2 separate regions of the Mus musculus genome follow, and region 1 is linked to region 2. A link is a contact called in public Micro-C data. All regions are on one chromosome and are shown on one strand. The core of a region is the stretch at or near the end of the contact, and the rest is flanking DNA. Distances in the headings are between cores, read along the strand shown.

The links. A called contact is a pair of places that touch in the nucleus more often than the background predicts.
Region 1: a Micro-C map of embryonic stem cells shows a contact between it and region 2, with 4 times the contacts expected there. The contact joins the promoter of Ubxn7 here to the promoter of Fyttd1 in region 2. A contact is called at or near these places in 3 of 39 promoter capture datasets (erythroid cells, liver and pre-B cells) and 1 of 484 Hi-C or Micro-C datasets (embryonic stem cells).

What each region holds. Positions count from the first base shown.
Region 1 is chr16:32,330,985-32,333,684 of GRCm38.p6, forward strand. It overlaps Ubxn7 (UBX domain protein 7), which reads left to right and starts at 1,268. Exons shown (of 11, transcript NM_177633.4): 1 at 1,268-1,376. The coding sequence starts at 1,304.
Region 2 is chr16:32,876,353-32,879,052 of GRCm38.p6, forward strand. It overlaps Fyttd1 (forty-two-three domain containing 1), which reads left to right and starts at 1,432. Exons shown (of 9, transcript NM_027226.4): 1 at 1,432-1,644. The coding sequence starts at 1,542. It also overlaps a transcript of Rubcn not described here.

The DNA of each region.
Region 1 (2,700 bases), core at 18-2,517, 550 kb before region 2:
GGTTTGCTTCCCATGGTGTGCTAGCCTGCTTGCTTATAAAAGCAGGGACCACCAGTCCAGGCATGGCACCGCCCATAGGCGGGCCCACTTTCACTGGTCACTCACTGAGAAAATACAGCTGGATCTCATGGAGGCTTTTCCTCCCCTGAGGCTCCTTTTTCTCTCACGACTCTAGCTTGTGTCAAGTTGACACACCAGCAATGCAATAAGTATTTAGAATTGTGCAAGTTACACACTATTACCTTATTTAAAAATAAAGTATGAAAACTAAGCTAAATGCCCCTTTCTTTTTTCTTTCTTTTGTTTTTTTAAAGATTTATTTATTTAAATGTAAGTACACTGTAGCTGTCTTCAGACATTCTAGAAAAGGGCATCAGACCTCATTACGGATGGTTGTGAGCCACCATGTAGTTGCTGGGATTTGAACTGAGGACCTTGGGAAGAGCAGTCAGTGCTCTCAACTGCCGAGTCATCTCATCAGCCCTCCTAATGCCCCTTTCATCATGTTTTTTTTTCGAGACAGAGTTTTTCTGTGTAGCCCTGGCTGTCCTTGTCATTCTGTAGACCAAGCTGGCCTCAAACTCAGAAATCCGCCTGCCTCAGTCTCCCAAGTGCTGGGATTAAAGGAATGTGCCACCACTGCCCGGCTCATCAAGTTCTTTTTTAGTTGTAACTATTATCGGTGTTTTCAGGACCACTTTCCAGTGTTCTCTTTATTTTATTTACTGTATCTGCATATATCTTTGTTTAAGGATAAAAAACAACTCCCCCCCCAAAAAACCTCCCGATTTAATATCTTTAGAAAGTAAGAATGAGCCTGGGGGGAGATATACTGAGACATTTGTTGAAGAAAAACAGAGCGAACAATCATTTACTAAAGTCTACTATAGACTGGTTCATTTTTTACTAAGCTATTAACTTACACTTTAGAATTTAAGAAACGTCACATAAAACCAAACAAAATACCTACTTTATGTGAAACCCTGAGCGTTTCATCAAGAGTTTGGTATTTCAGGTCTGAAGATTCTTTGGGATGTTGGGATTCAATGCGGTACTTAGGAGGATATCTCCGGAATTCAGAGAAGGCACCAAATGTTTCAAAGAATAGCTACCAGCCAGCAGCACAGGCTTCAAACCAAAGCGGCGGCTCGCGGAGAGTACGCCTGCGCAAAACGCGCACAGACAGGGAGAGGGCGGAGCTTCGGGCCTGCCAGTGCGCCTGCGCACAGCACGCCGCGGAGTGGGGGAGGGAGCCCCGTGTGTGTCTGTGTTGTTGTTCCGCGGCGGCGGCGGCGGCGGTAAGATGGCTGCCCACGGGGGCTCCGCGGCGTCGTCGGCGCTGAAGGGGTTAATCCAGCAGTTCACCGCCATCACCGGTAAGAGACGCGGTTACGGGAAGGTGAAGAGTCGGCTACGGGGAGGCTGTCGGGGCTGTCCCGGGCTTCGCCTCACCTTGGTGCATTCCTCACTCGGGCTCTCCCCTCAGCTCCTGCCCTCTCCTGAGGCACAGGCGACGACGGCGGCGGCGGCCGGGGTCTGCGGTTCAGGCGGGAGGCAGGTTTCCCCCGCCCCCACCCCGCGCGTGCCCCTCAGTCCCTGGATTCGGTCTCCCCTTATTCCCAGACAGGCCCCCCACGCCCCCAGCCGGTCCAGTACAGGGGATGGGCCGAGCCCGCGGTGCCAGGGGCCCGGGACCTGCGGGCCGGAGGAGTAGGGGGCCGCACCCGGGCCACCGCCCTCTTCCTCCCTCATCACCTCCTCTCGGTATCGTGCTGCCCGCGGACCAGGCGGTGCAGTCCGTTCCCCCCATGCCATCCTCTCTTCCCGGCCAGGTCATCGTCCCTGTCCCTCGGCCCCGGCCTACCCTTCCCCTCGCTGGGCCCCCCCGGAGCCTTGGCGGTGGCCCTGCCGTGTGAGGGCCGTCTCGCTTTAACGGTGAGGCGGGTGGGTTCTGCTGCGCCTTCACACATCCCGGGGGACTTGCCGCCGGGAACAAGGGGTGCGGAGGGGCACCTTAGGGACCGAGGGTTTCACATAGGAATAGGGGGGGGGGGAACCCTGAGCTTAGTGTGTGTGTGAGGCCTAAAGTAATCCTGGGTGGCCTTTCCCACCTCCTCATAATAAAACCAAACATCGAGACGATGGCGCCCGAGTCTTTGCTGATAAAATGGGGATGGCGGCAGAAACTTCTTGCAGAGAAATCTGTTTCTAGGTGTCAGTATCCGTGAAACCTTAGGCCTAGGTTTCTCTTTCCCTTCGGACCCCGACGAAGGGCAAACGCAGGTTCTCTTACCCGCCGGGAGGAAAGACTTTAAGCCATTCTGTGAATGCGCTATGTCTTGTTTCTCTCCGATGGTGCTGAACTTTTTTTGCATGAGTTATTAGAGGGCGGAGCAAATGATGAAGTTCTCTGTGGAGTGATTTGAGAGAACAGTACTCCATGTGCCTGAGTGTGATTTTGCTGTTCTAGTTTGTCATTTTGAAAAGAGGTCAGAAAGTTAGTTCCCCCTCTCAACAGGACTATCCTTTCTTTGATAATAATTTGTTTGATGCGGAGAATATTTCTAGTTTGTGTTCTTTTTTTCTAGTTTGTGTTCTTGAGTCTGACGTGTAAGATCTTTATTTTAACCAATACATGCTATTTGCAGTTTTATAATTGAAGCTAGTTTTATTTTTTGTTCGGCAACGATAATTAAGTGG
Region 2 (2,700 bases), core at 182-2,681:
CTGATTGTCCTGGAACTATGACCTGGCTTGTTTACAGCTTACAGAAATTCACTCACTATTCTTTGCCTCCCGAGTATTGCAATTAAAGGCACTGCAAAACACACCTGGCCCAACTTGACTTTTGAGAATAAGGGATTGTATTTCTCAAATTCTCAATAGAAAATTATACATTTCCTCAAGATAAGACTACTATGATTCATCAAACACCCCAAAACATCATGCTTTTGGATGGAATCACGAATTAAGAGTGGCCTTTTCTTTTAACCATATCGTAAGAAGCATTAGTATGTAGTTTTAAGATGGATCAATAGCTGTCACAATCTTTACTAAAAAGGGTAGATACAATATAACCAGGTCTCAGCTGGTAAAAGTTAGAAAATATGTTATTAATAGATGCAATTGTACATGATATGAAGTGTTTTAAAGTATGGAAGCTCCAAGCAAAAAATAGTAAAATGTGTCACGGCTGTTGAATTTGCAAATCACATGGATTGTGACATTACTAAATTAAATATAGGATAGTGTGGTTTTCAGATTTCTTGGGTCACTACAAAGCTAGCTCAGGTCTCTACTAAAGAAATTTTAGGAAGTGAAGAAAACGGTGGCAGAGATTTCTACACGAACAGAACACTTGACGCTGTTTTTTTTTCCTTAGATGAAAATGCCTGAGATGGTTTTGAGCTGTTATGTGGGGGATGGAATAACAGGCATGCTTCCACGCAGGTGCGTTGTAGAAAATAAAGTAAAAAAAAAAGGGGGGGGGGGAATAACATTTCGTAAAGGGGAAACGAATTATTAAGCTGGAATGGAAACATTAAGTTTTTCTATAAAGACGATTAAGGAAAATATATATATTTCGCCACTCAATTGAGTAATAGAAAAACGCAACCAAATAAACAGAAGTACTTACCCTCCCAAGGGAAGATGAGGTCTTACTAAGGTAGCTAGTACCGTGCCAAATGTTTATAGAGTGCCAACTGAGACAAGGCACAGATACATTAGCATTTACTTTTATTGTTAAGGTGACTCAAGAACTGTCACTGCAGCCTTTGCTATCAGACGTGGCAACTCAGGGACAGGGGAGCTGGGACCCATCGCTGCAATCTCGGCTCGCAGGGGTCTGTCCAGCCTCCGTAGGCTGCACTGCAGAGGGGCGTGCCGGGCCTTTCCGCAGCAGGACGGGCCGGAACAGCAGGGCCAGGCTAGTCGTTCAGACTCGGTTTCGGAGGCGCTGCCAATGGTGTGGACCGTCGAGGCGCTAGGACAGCCGCTATTCCCGGCGCCCTGGGCTGAGGCTCCAGGACGGCGCCCCGCACCGGTAAGGGCCGCTAGGCGCCAGTTTCGCGTGGGCCGCTCTAGCCGCCCGCAGCTCGTCTCGGTAGTCCCTCTCCCCCGCCCGCTGCTGGGAGGTGGGAGGGCGAGGACGCCGCCGGCGCGCGTGCGCGCTCTGCGCTGCAGCTAGTCTGCGTGCGTGAGTGGGAGGCGGCGGGCCTGCGACTCTGGCCTTCCCGGCTGACTGCTCCGACGCCGCAACCCCAGTCATGAACCGGTTTGGCACCCGGTTGGTAGGAGCCACGGCGACCCCGCCGCCGCCACCGAAAGCACGAAGCAATGAGAACCTGGACAAAATCGATATGTCCCTGGGTGAGAGACCAGGGTGGCCGCGTCGTGGTGGGGGGAGGGGGCGGGAGGCACGGTGGGGGAAGGGGCGGTTGACCGCGGTTGCCTGTCCGGTTTGGTCGCGCGTGGGCGGAACCGGCGAGGACCCCCCCCCCCCGATGGGACGGGAGCGACCCCGGTGTGTCCCACCCCCGGGGGTAGGGAGGGGTCGTAACAAGGACTGGCCGGGCCCGGCGGTCCGCAGGGTCCGTAGCTGCTGTCTTCTTTCCCCGCAGGACGGAGTCTCTTGGGCTACCCGGGCCGGCGTGTGCTCACCCACCCGGGGCTTTTCCTTTTAAAGGGTCTTAGAACCAGCCTGGGGCTGCAACTGACTAAAGCCAGCAACCGCGAGAATAGCTTGTCTGGTGTGAATGCCCAGAAGTGCGCTGGGCACGGGCGATTTCCAACCGGCGCCTCCCCTGGGAACGCCGGGGGTCCCGGACGCGGTCCCTGAACGGCCGCTCGGAGGGGTCGTTAAGCGTGAACCGTATTACTGAGTTTGATTAGGTGTTTACTGAAGCGTGTTCTCTAGCACGGTTTCAAAGTTAGCCAGTTGGGGGTGGGGAGGGAGAGATGTACGCAGATTGATAAAATGTCAGGTAGAACATGGGGTCCCGTGTACATAAAAAGGATGCCGTGGTTTGCTGATGATTATGTAAGAAAAGCATGAGGATTGTTTTTTATTTTCGAAAAAAAAAATAATTCCAATCCAACAGTATGAGGGCTTCTGTTTGGTTTGGCTTAGCAAATCCAAAAGTAATTCCTTCTTTTCTTTTCTTTTTTTTTCTTTTGTAGAGTCAAGTTATGTATGGTACTGGATAGAATCAGTGCTCTCTTTCTTTTTCCTCTTTCCGGGTCTCTTCTCACCACACTGCCCCTCTTGGATATTTTAAAATACCTGAATACTGAACTTGTGTTTCTTTTCTAATGGAAGGCTATCCTGGGCCTCAGAAGCCCAGGGACCATACAGCTGAAGAGGGGAGCAGGTGTCCCAGTGGAAGGGCATCCTGAGACACTGGTGCCCAGGAACCACACAGCTCT